Linked DNA regions of Columba livia: region 2 is linked to region 1. A link is a contact called in public Hi-C data. All regions are on one chromosome and are shown on one strand. Each heading gives the region's core, a stretch centred on a gene start, on an enhancer-like site or on the middle of the called end of the contact. The rest is flanking DNA. Distances are from core to core; before and after follow the strand shown. Region 1 overlaps KCNQ1 (potassium voltage-gated channel subfamily Q member 1). Region 2 holds the start of CDKN1C (cyclin dependent kinase inhibitor 1C).

What was found. Hi-C and Micro-C count contacts between places; a contact is called where the count stands out from the background.
Region 2: a Hi-C map of liver shows a contact between it and region 1, with 3 times the contacts expected there. The contact joins the promoter of CDKN1C here to the enhancer-like site in region 1. A contact is called at or near these places in 2 of 2 Hi-C or Micro-C datasets (crop and liver).

Annotation. Positions count from the first base shown.
Region 1 is chr5:52,726,672-52,733,010 of bColLiv1.pat.W.v2, reverse strand. The region is part of intron 2 of KCNQ1 (potassium voltage-gated channel subfamily Q member 1); the gene reads right to left. Among named protein-coding and RNA genes, the nearest start is that of KCNQ1, 55 kb to the right of the region's middle. Within about 2 kb of position 4,065, at least 1 of the 3 cell types and tissues checked has an H3K27ac peak away from gene starts, as active enhancers do.
Region 2 is chr5:53,058,725-53,064,927 of bColLiv1.pat.W.v2, reverse strand. It overlaps CDKN1C (cyclin dependent kinase inhibitor 1C), which reads left to right and starts at 1,684. Exons shown (of 3, transcript XM_065065188.1): 1 at 1,684-2,277; 2 at 2,372-2,498; 3 at 2,629-3,329. The coding sequence starts at 1,821. The coding sequence ends at 2,493.

The DNA of each region.
Region 1 (6,339 bases), core at 2,816-5,315:
TGCAGCCAAGGCACAGGACGTGCCAGGAACACAGAACAGAAAACACTGGGTGCAGCAGCTCTCAGGGCTGGCAAGACTTCTCCAGCAGCTCACTACAAACACCAAGATATAAGTTCTACAACAAAATTAATTTCTTTTATAAGCACAGAAAGTATAAATGCTCATGCTATGCATTGCTAGCTACTGAGTCAACAGCTGTCACAAACTCCTCCACAAGACCTTTTTGATTACTGAGATAAAATAGGACTGGGTCCTGTATTATAACACGAACAATCCTAGAAACTCTTTGTGCAAGACAAGTCTAACAGAACAGATGCTTCAGTCATTTTTCATACCACCAAAATAAATCAGATAAAAACAACTTTAAAACATTAAATGTGAGATAAATACAGCTTGTAGTTATTATGCATAAATCAAACTCTCGTGCTTCCTAGGCTAACCCAAGTACAAGCAAATACTGTTCAAGAAACTTTTCCTATTACACCCCAATCGTGTTAATATTTATGCACACAGGAAGCTCTGCTGAAGTCATGATGACTACTCATATGCACAAAATTAAATATACTGTACAACTGCAAGTCTCATGCCACAAAATCTTCACTTACAAATGTAGAACCTAATTTGGTCACCTCTACCCACGTACATTAAAAAAAACAGCATATAAGCATATAAAGTCTTGACTTCCCCCCGTCTCACTAAACCATGGAATAAACTCTCAGTAGGGTGGAGTTGCCAGAGGCTCTATTCCATAAAATGAAATCCAGAGAGAAGTGTTTTTTCTAATTGCTAAAAATAGAAACAGGTTCTATATATAGAAAGATATATATGTAAAGAGGCATACATATAAATGCAGTAACAGGGTGATCTCTATAGCTTTTTGTTCCTTCTCTTGTCACTTTTTTCATGGCGTGCCAAGTTTCTAACATTTCATTTACTCAATCCCCTTCCAACAGCAGTTAGTGCTCAGTACTGAGATGCGCTTCCCGACCAAACACAGAAGTCAAGGAATGAAATAATGAAGGTTTTAGCAAATGAATTCATAGAAGCTTACTTTAGAAATTGCCAAGAAAACCACTAAGAAGTCCAGTTGCTTTTGGTTTTTGGCCAGTTAATTTAACCCACTTAACCCAACATCATAAAATGAAATTCCTAATGCATTCAACTTGTTTAATTTCACTCTACAAACTCCTGGAACCTCCTTTCTTCTTAGACATTGGTGCTCCCAGCTCTTCTGTACTACAATTACACCACACCTTCAGAGTTTATTCCAGTTTTGCCTACCAAGGGCCACTTAAAGCCATTCAGGGGCCACCAGCTAGTGACAGCTGGCAAACTCAGACCTGTCTCAGTAGTCTATCGTATGTAATCAATTGCAAATAGAACTTCAACAGACTCATCCTATTATTTCCTAGCTGATTACCCCCGGGAAAACAAGCCAGCAAGCCTCCACTTTGAATCACGAAGCTAGTTTTGCCCCTCTTCCTCCTTCCCAACTTCTCCCTTTCTTCCTCTTTGCATCAGTTCACTGCACTGTTTCAGTTTTTCAGCTTTATATCCGTTATGTTATGTCAGCTGTTACATTACGCTTAAAACAATAGACTCCAGCTGGCCAAGGTCAGATGTGAAAACAAGGGCCTAACAAAGCCGTAGACCCTCCAGTTATACTGAAATTGAGATACACACTGAATGTAGCACTTAATGACAAACTACTTTCCAGACATTTGGGCAAAGCATAAAGGAAACACCTGTCACTGCAAGCATTACACACTAATCCAGATAAACCCTAAATTTAAAAATCTTTCTTTTCACTGCTTGGCTCTATATCCACCAGTATTTCACAGTTTTATCTCCCCCCCCCAATATGGAATTTGTATTACTCTGCTTGTTTACTAAAATATTAAATAGTGAAAAGTTTAAATATTTTCAAAGAAAAATATGTCTACCATGTTTCTTTTAGAGTTTACCAAGCAAATGCTCTCAGTTTGATATGCATTTACACCTCAGAAAAATTTTAGTCAAACTTTAACCCTTAAGTGTAAAGCTTGACAGAAATGAACAGATGTAACGGTGAACAAAACATACTTTTTTCAGTGAGGGTATTTTCTTAGATGCACCTTTAAATGGAATTTATTGGAATGCAGCTATACTAAAAAATAAAGGAACAAAACACAGGTATACTATGTGACTTATGAGAGCAAACACAAGCTCTTGAGAAGAGGTGAACTAATAATAATTGGAGCACATATCCCCTATTTTTCACAATGCTGCATGCAACATAAAAGCAAAGTTTTCTGAAAACTGTCACACAACTGCAGTTCATATATGAGAAGCTGGGAAGTTTGCTCAAGGCAAAAAGACAGCTTGGCACTGTGCTCACGTCGGTCTTTGGCCAGGAGCCCCACGTTGCCAGCGCAGAAGATCACCATGACAGATCATGTAGGCAACCAAGCAGCCAGCAGACGGCACCAGCCTGTCACCAGTGGGTCGTGCTGGCCTGCAATCTGTCACCAGCTCCACCATGAGCTTCAGGAAGGTCGCTCTTCCCAAAGCCTCTCTTAGTCTTCAGAGTTTGAGCCCCAAGTAATGCTTGCTGCTTCATAGCCATCTCAGCCCAACATAGTATTGAGACAAATGCTAAATTCTGGTTCCTTTACACACAGTGACATAGTTACAGACTTTATTTTAAATGGCAGTGTTCAGGTATGCCACCACAGAACTCCACGTACAGAAATTCAAAAGAGGAGTAGTTGGCTTTTTTTTCACAGCTCTTAGAAAAGGCAGAAATGGAAGTAACCAATTTTCTGCATGCAAGCTTTTCTTTATAGAACGCACACTGCAGTGCTGCAGACTAAAATAAGAATTCAAACCCAGAACTTTTGAACCTGCTAGAAGAAATGTATGAAATACATGTAGAAAGAGTTTTCTAACCCATAAAAATCACTTCTTGTTCTTATCATATACATCTGAATGTAATTTTTGGTGGCAACTTTAGAGAAGTTTAGCCAAATAAACTTATTGATTTGCCCCACTGAATAAGGAAACACCTAAGACAATAGTAAGAGCATACCTGGAAGGACACAACATACTGGAAATCCCTCAGTATGTTAAACAAGTTCAGTATCTTTTTCTTTCTCCTCCATGCAAACACTTGTTCAATTCATTTCACTGGAATCTTTAACTGTTTTCACTTTTTTCTAAAAGCCATCCAGAAGATGAGAAATTAGGTAGGCCAAAGAGCATGAATTTTGAAGCAACAACCACAAAGTGGCCAGAGTTGGCTCTGGCAGCAACATTTCCACAGCCCTTTTCTTCCACCCCTCTCTCCCAAAATTATCTTTGTTGATTACTCGTATAAAATTCCTCAAGCCCATGTGAAAAACCACCTCTTTATTAGTAGTTCGCTTTTTCCAAAAGATATTTTTTACCTACTTAGGACACCATCCAAAGTCTGAACCCAGCTGCCCCAGACACAGCGTGGTCCAAGGCTGCCCTCTGCAGACCCTGAAGTGAAGCGAGAGCTGTGTTCTACGTGTTTGATTTTTAGCACACATTACAACAAAAAAAGCAGCTCCTTTACTTGTCTTAGCATACTTTCCTTCCATATCACCTCTTTGATCCTTCTTGGCATTCTTTTTCAGCTCAGACTTCATCTACACCAAACAGTAACAACAGGGTGGGTTGTTTTTGTTTCTTGCTCGTTTTAAGTCCATTTCATTAAATTGGTTCAGCTGTCCCTAACAGACAATCTTATTCCCATTTTTAGAAGCTCCTGATTTGGCTCCCTCAGACCTGTTCACAATGGACATAAAGCAGAATTTAAGCTGGACTAAAAGCATGTTCACACAACCTTCTGAACCAAATCAATTCAATCCCTTTAACATCACATTTACATTAAACACATAATTCTCCTGTACAGACCAGGGGAGTTGACAGACGATTGCTTTGCGAACAGCTGGAAAAAGTTAAGATGTTACTACCAGCAGCATTTCAAACCAAGGCAGCTGATTTTGCAATGAAGCAGATTAGAAGCACTCACGTTATCTGCCAGCACAGTTCAGCTACAAACATCAGAACCACAGACTGAAGCTCAACGAGAAACAGCGGGGTTCAGATTCCGAGGAAGCTCCATGTTCCAGCTACTAACTGTACTGCCACCTAATTAAAAGGAAGAGGGCGATTTTCATTTCTGTTCATGTTTCCTGAGCCTTCGAATCACTCACATCTGGCTTTTTACTTTAAATTGTAGAGAAGTTGATTTCAAATGAAAGCTGGGATTCTCAACCTCAGCTGTCAGTGGAATGACAGAGAGGAAATGCTGCAGCAAGTGAGTCCCTGGGCAGGTCAGTCTGTAGTTCCAGCAAAGAAAAAGGATTGAAGAACACAAGTCCAGCATTCACACATCTTCTACACCAGCTCACTCTTTGGTCAGACCAGGGGACACAGCTGAGGCTGCAGAGACAAATTTTTCACTTTCTCGGCTCCAGTTGTTCTTCAGAATCTAGAAATTAGATCAGCCTGTAGAGCTACCACCAGGCACCCTTTACAGACATTAATCCCCCTTAATTTTTCCAATGGATGAAAATGCACCAATGTCCAGATGGTAAGTCTCTGTCTTGGCATTCTTAACCAAGAAAGGTAATCAGAAAAAATAAACGGTGGAACCACTTTGAACCGTTTGTTTTCTGTGAAGACCATCTTCAGAATCAAAAGCCGTAGGTATTTTTCTTTCTTACAATACTCACAAAACACTCCAGCAAACAAAACCGAGGGCTCATACTAAAAAAAAGAAAAATTTTAAAAAAATCTAGATTTCTTTTCGGCCCAGACTCAGTGCCACTTTCTGTTCACTGTAGGAATAATTTCAATGCCAATAACATAAATGTTAACCACCCAAAACTATTACCTTTTATCTTAATTGATAGTCTATTTAATGTTCAATAACTGCTTAATCTCTTCAGTAAGAAGTACGTTAAAGTAGAAAAGGAACTCAAAACAGAAAGCTGGAAAGAGCTTATACTTTCATTACTTTCATCATAAAAACATACTCTTCCTTTTTTTTTTTTGTTGGAATCAATACTGAAATGAGATTCCTACCAGAAAATAGCTTTTTCAGGCACACTAAATATCCCTTGGTTCAGCAGAATACTTAATCCCCTTGGATCAAGCACTTGGATTTTCTTAGATCATGCTGAGATAACAGCATTCTGCTGTGTTCTGGCACTATAAAATCCTTGCTTATGAAAATAAAAGAAAAATATGGCCTCTCTGGGAACATACATCTCTGAATTGCTTTTTTCTGTAGTTTAAATATTGTAGTCTCAAAAATCAATTTTTACACAGATATACCACATTCTTTTTATGAGTCATGGCAAAAGCTCTCCCACACCACTATTTTAAATGGGCCAAGTGTACATATACCCTTCAAAATGATGGTCCTTTCAGAGTCTTGGCTCAGACTCCAGCTCACGCTGGGCAACTGCCCACGAGTAACCGGAGTCAAAACCCTCCAACAGCACCATCTAGTGAAAAAAAGTTAAACACATGCAAATTTAAACAGTTCTCACTGCATTCGGGAAACTAACAAAAGGCCAATTCTCTCCTAATCTCCCATTACAACTGCATTTAGGGATAGCTTTCAGCAAGGGTCTTTGCCTTGTGAAGTGTGGTGACAAGCAGAGAAAGATTCAACAGCTAATTGTAAAACTTTTTGTCTAAAACTGGAACACCACTTAGAACACATATAAACTTTTCCTTGTTTATTTTTCCAATGTTAAGCTTGTATTTTTCTTACTGTTGTGAAAAACAAAAGCATTTTTAAATGCTTTGAAATTACTGATAACATAACATCTGATGTGTAGCTGGTGAGGGGCCTGGAGCACAAGTCTTAAGAGGAGCAGGTGAGGGAACTGGGGCTGTTTAGCCTGGAGAAAAGGAGGCTCAGGAGAGACCTTATCACTGTCTACAACTACCTGAAATGAGGTTGTAGCATGGAGGGGGTTGGTCTCTTCTCCCAAGTAACAAGTGATAGGACAAGAGGAAATGGCCTCAAGTTGTGCCAGGGAAAGTCTAGATTGGACATAAGAAAAATTTCTTCATCAAAAGGGTTGTCAGGCATTGGAACAGGCTGCCCAGGAAAGTGGTGGAGTCACCATCCCTGGAGGTGTTTAAAAGACGTATCAATGGGGTGCTTAGGGACAAGCCTTCATAGTGGACTTGGCAGCCTTAAGTTAACAGCTGGACTCTTAAAGGTCATTTCTAACCTAAACGATTCTATTATTTCCTCCTCTGGTAGTGTGAGGCGATATTACAAGACAAGCAGCTCCAGAATAAAAAGGAAAC
Region 2 (6,203 bases), core at 435-2,934, 330 kb before region 1:
ACAGACATCAGAACATTATTTCAGGAGTTGAAACCTGCTGCAGTGTCTTGCTGCTCTTCAGCCCAAGCATGGAATGACCCTTCCTGTGCTCTAAGCTGGGCTCTAACATCCCCTCTGCACCTCTACACCTCTGCACCAGCCATGGCGAGCCCCAGATCCATGGGTCCAAAACCATGGCATTGCTGGTCACTCCTGACATGGCCAGCCTTTGGGAGCACTGCTGAAAGTGCAGTACCTGGCAGCACGCGGGAGCTGTCCTGTCTGGCCCAGGTGCCTCATCGACACAGGAAGCCCAGGAGCGAGTATCCTCAGTGGTGTTGGAAGGCTGCTCCATCACAGATGTGAGCTGACTGTGGAAACAGCATGGAGGGAGATGACTTATTCTGGCCCAGCTGGGGGACAGGAAGAGCTTTCCACGGGTGAAAAAACTATCGTTCCTCTTCTTGAAGCCGACACCTGCCTGTGGTCACTACTGCCCTAAGGGTCCTAAAGCTGTGACCTCTCCAGCCCCGCAGCAAGCCAGCACCTGAGCAACCTCTGCATGGCCAGCACTACCCTAGGATTTAAAATTAATTTTATTCCCTCTGAGGAATAAAATCCATGTCGCCCTTGCTCAAGGGTTTGATCTTCCCAGAGGCAAGAGCCACCGGTATACAGAGAACCAGTGTGTCCCCAAATGTACAAAGAGCGATAAAGGTCCATATTTTCCCTTGTTGTTTGCAGAGGAAAAGCCCGCTGGGGCAACAAGCCTCCGAGGTGTGCATCAAAACTACCATCATGTTCTGGGCTCAATTTTAGCACTGTGTCAATTATGTTCCCACTCCCTTTCCTTTCATACTCCTCCATCCCAAAACAACAAAAGGCAATGATTGCAGTGACCTGCAGAAAATGTAAAGCATAAGCCAGCTGATCCCTGGCAACACAATAGCAAGATTAGTTCATCTGCAGTGAACAAACATGCATTGTGCATTTAAAAGTTAGAAGAGGAAAATGCTGTGGTTTTCATGTACTCCTATTCAGCAAGGCTGCAACTTATTACTTCCATGCAGCTTGAGAAGCTCTATTTTTAAAAATAGCCTTCAGCTTGTTTTGAAATCTACAAGCATCTCGCTTTGTCTTGCAGCAGCGTAATAAAAAAAAAAAAAAAAAAAAAAAACGAGCCAAAACCGATCCCGTTTTCTTCCACACGCCATAACCTCCCCCGCCTCAAACCTGCACGCCCTACAGATTCTGAAAAACCTCCCGGCGACACCACTCGGGAAAAATCATAATAAAAATAATAATAACGCGCACGTACGCACTCCTACATGCTGAAAAGGCAACAAGGAGGGGGGAAAAAAACAATTATCAGAGTCGCCGGGAAGGAAGCAGCAACGGAGCCCGGGCCATAGGCAGACAAAGGGAGAGGGACCGGTGGCGGGCGGGGACCGCCGACGGCCGCCCCCCGGGGCCGGGCCAGCGCCGGGGCCACCCCCCCGAGTCCTCGGCGGGGCCGAGCCGGGCCAATACGGCCGGCGGCGGCACGGCGTTGCCCGCCGCAGCCAATGGAGGGCGCGGGCAGGAGGGCTGCCGCCGGGGGCCGGGGCGGTGGGACAATCCCCGCCAATCGCGGCGGGCCGATGGCAGGGAAATACTATTATGCTAATGATTGTTTTGCTCGCACTCGCGGGGTTTAAAAGCCAGGAGTCCGGGGGCAGGGGCTCAGAAGCGGGAGGCCGGGTTGGTTGCAGCACTGGTGGGACGCAAGGAGCGGCGGGGGGGGGTACCCACCCCAAGCCACCGCACCCCATCTCATACACCCTGCGTCCTCCCCGGCGGCAATGTCTAACGTGCACCTTTCTGGCGCCGCCGCCCTGGAACGCCTTTCAGCCCGGCGAGCCCTGGCCGGGCACGGCCGCAGCCCCGTCTGCAGGAGCCTTTTCGGGCCGGTGGACCACGAGGAGCTGGGCCGGGAGCTGCGGAACCGCCTGCGGGAGATGGGGGAGGACGACCAGCGCCGTTGGGACTACAACTTCCACACCGACACGCCGCTGCCTGGCCCCGGCCGCCTGCGCTGGGAGGAGGTGGAGGGCGGCGCCGTGCCCGCTTTCTACCGGGAGACGCTGCAGGTGGGGCGGTGCCGCATCCCCCTTCGCCGGGCGCCCCCCTCCCCGCCGCCGCCCCCCCCTGCTGCCGCCGCCAAGGGGCCCGGGGGGCGCCTGAGCCGGGAGAACCGCGCCGCGCCCCGCCGCCGCGGCATGCGGCTCCGCCGGAGGGTCCCGACGGCCCGCATCACAGGTGCGTGGGGGTGCTGGGGGGGTCGCGGGACGCGGTGGGCGTCCCGCCGCAGCGGCTGACCGCCCCCTCCCCCTCTTCTCCGTCCCCCGTCCAGATTTCTTCGCGAGGAGGAAAAGGCCGGCGGAGCCCAAGGTGGCAGCGGAGCTCCCTGCCGGCTGCCCACCTTCCCCCACCGCCGTGCCGGCTGAGCAGACCCCCCGCAAGCGGCTCCGGTGAGCCAGGTGAGACGCGCCCCGGGGCGGGCGGAGGTGTCTGGGCGCTTTCGGCGTCGCTCTTAATTTTTCCACTTTTTTTTTTTTTTTCTGTTTTGTTTTTCTTTTAATTTTATTTTCTATTTTAATTCTTCCCCAGACTTTTGCACTACGGCACCCACTCGAAAGGCGCGTCGCCCTCGGAGGCGCGGAGTCGCAGGGTTCAGGGCGGGTGGCGCGGCGAGCCGGGACCCCCCGCGCCCTCCCGGACCGGGACCAGGAGCCGGAGAGGAGCTGGAGCGCCTGCCCGCCAGCCGCGGCCGCGAACGGAGCAGTGTTAACGTACAACTGTGCAATGTATTACGTTTTATATAAAAATGTATTATGCCTAATGTGAGTACACTGGCCAGAAGTGTAAAGCTTTAAAAGTCATTTATGTAAAATGTTTAATCTCTGCTGATCTCTCAGTGCATAAAAAAAAGGAAAAGGTAAAAACGAAAAATGAAAAAAGCAAGTGTATATTTGTACAAAACTTTTTTTAAGAGTTATACTAACTTATATTTTCTATTTATGTCAGAAATGTGGATAACTTTGACATCCAATAGTGTTTGGTTTTGGTTTTTTTTGGTTAAGCCAAAGGGCACTATATTTGCTTTTGTTATTTACAAATGTAAATTTATTTTTATAGTGGGATTTTTTTTTTCTTGCATTCACAAGATGTAGCTATGAATCAAAATATTTTTTAGATTTTACTTGAAGACAAATCTGTTTCAATGGTTTCTGAGCCGGTCTGTACCACTGCCATTGCAAATAATGCCACAACTTCAATTAATAATAATAAAAGCCAGGAAACCCCTGCAAGTCTGGTTGGTGAGTGCTGTGCAGATGCCTTTGGGGTGAGGGTAGGAGCCTGGTGGGGGAGGGGGGCTGGAGGTTTGGGTGGTGGAGCCGAGCCCTGGTCTGTGCTTTTTTGGGGGGACCTACCTTGATCAGGGCTCCAGCTCCCCTGGGATCATGACCCTGCTGCGGGGCTGGCACCGCCACCTCCATACCCTGTGGTGCAAAACGTGTGTGCAATTCAGAGGGGAAAGGAGTTTTCTCTTAAAAACAAGTGTTCCTGAATACTGTTGGAGTTAACCAAGCGTGAGGAGAGCACACACCCTTCATCATACCCTGACTTCAACCTTTCAGCATATTTTATGATTATTTATTTTTTTAACCATTTCCCCCCCGCCCCCAGAATTGGGACTGGGGCTGCTGCCTCCCTAACTTAGGGACAGCCTGAGTGGGTGACTGGTGCATGCAGACCACAGCCCCACAGTGCCCTTGGCTGACTCAGCTCAGGGAGGACCCTCCCACCTTGGGTGAGCATGTAAAGTTCCCCCCTCCAACTCTGACCTGGGGCTCAAAGCCACTTCAGGGAAACACTTCCTGGTACCTCTTGCCCAAGCCCAGCAATGATTTACAGGACAAACACACAACAGTGCTGGGAAAGGCAGCAGTTCCATTTCGCCATAAAAGAGGTGGAAAAAAGAAAAACAACAAACAGACAAAATAAACCTTCCCAACAAAGTACCCAGCATTTTGACATTAATGCTTTCATGGCAATGCTATCACAACCACACAACCAAGGCAGTTTGCAGAGGGCACTCTGTCCCCTTGGCCTAGGAGCAGGTGAAAGCCATGGGATCTGCACACAGCCTGATGGGGTCAGGGCATGTGTCCTGCTCAGAGTCCCAAACCCTGCGCTGAGCAGGGAGGGGGGACAGACCAGGTCTGGTCCCAGCTGCACATGGTACAAGGACTGGGGTGCTGGAGAGTATGGTTGGGGAACAGGGGCATGGGAGGAGAATGGGGGGGTCCTAGAGGCCCAGGGACTTGCTGGCCAGATTTGTCCCTTTCAGACCCTATTCCCCACTTTATCACCTCTGCGGAGTGCTACACACCCGTAGTGGACCCAGCAGGTGCAGCAGGGGTAAGGGCATCACTCTCCAGCTCTATGAGCTCTGCAATGATGCTCTTTCATGGGGAGGGGAGGGAGCTGAGAGAACAAGGCTCCGGGTGAATAAAGTTCAGGGCTTATCCGCATCATCTTCCCCTGGCCCCTGCAGTGCTCCTCTCTGGCCCCCCGTCACGGCCGCCAAATGCTCCTGGCTGTAAAAGTAACATTGATTACCTCCAGCTCCGTGATCGCTTAATCAGAACGGGATTATTTTACACGCCTGCATCAGTGGCCGCTGACTCAATACGATTTTCCCCCCCTTTGAAAAGAAAAATAGCTTTTCCCTTTCCTTATGAAAGCCAACAATACCCGGAGTGAGGCAGCTGGATCCTCCAGGATTTATGGGCTTTTCTCTCGCTTTCATGAAAGCAGGTGCCTTTGGGACCTCCATTGTCCCAGACCCCAACTAATAATAGGACTTTCTGCAATGAAAGATCCCTGCTCTGAGCTCCCAAATACCTCTGCCAGAGGAGCCGCCGGCTGCCCCGAGGTGTGCCCAGCCCATCCCGGGAGGAAAGCTCTCACCCTGGGGAGAGTTTAGGCATGGGGCTCTTTATTAAAGCAAATAATTCCAGCTCTTGGGTGCCGCCCGAGTGGAGCCAGTGGGTTTCCAGCCCATCATGGGGAGGGCTGGGTCCCGCAGCCCCCTGGGCTCTCCTCTCAAGGGCCCGGGAGTACGGGAAGGTGTGCGGCCACCCCCGCGCCCTGCCCCACCCAGCCCGGCCGGCCCTCCTCGCCCCGGCACAAAGCACACTGCCCCTATTCTTTCGGCCTTTGTAGCCATATGGCAAATCCATGTAGACACAGCCAACATCCATTTATTCAGGCACATAATGTCCCGCAACAGGGAACAATTGGAACTTTGTTTGCTTCTATTATTGATGCGAATGGGCGACAGGGAGAGAGAGAGAGAAAAAAATCATTTAACTATAAGAGATATCCAGCTAATTATGAACCATATGTGCCTATAGTTTCAAAGCAATCCAATGAAGTTCATTTTAAATCTAGACTACTTTATTAGCACGGAAGACAGATGTCTCAACAGCACATGCATCAGAGGAAACCATGTAAAGAAGTTCTTGAAATATTTAACTAGGACTCATTCATTGTCAGAGGGGCTTTAAAGTGCCCTTTATCGTGAGAATGCATAGGCAAAAGCAGAGGGAAGCTGCTGGTTGTTACCACCAACCCACGGTAAATCTCAAATTCCACTTCGGATTTGAGGACAGGAATATTTTTGGAAAGGATTCAAAATATCAGGGGTCGTGAAGGACCAAGCTTGCCACTCATTACAGCTACAAAAAGTCAGGTCATTATTTGAGCCGCCTTAATCCTAGGCTGAAGCCAGCTATGCAATTAGAGGAATAATCTGCCCCAAATCACCACTGCTCCCTCTCCCAAGGAGCAGAGCTGGACATTTGGGCTACGGCCACTGCAATTCCTTCCCTGCCCTAAGAGAGACCAAGATGGGAGTGTTAACCTTGCTGGACCTCCACATATTTATTTCATACAAACATCTCTTGATGCGAATCTAGCAGTGGGTACCTAAAGGGAAAGGGCACTGCAGGAAGGCTGGAAGGGAAGCTCAGCAGGAGAAAGTCTGTCAGATTTTTTTTCTTTGTAGGAAATGCAATTATCGGCAAACAATCTTGGCAAAAAGGTTAGCATTATCTTTATGAGCACAGCAACATCTACCAGTAATTAAGCCACTTCAGTCAGATGAATGCAACATA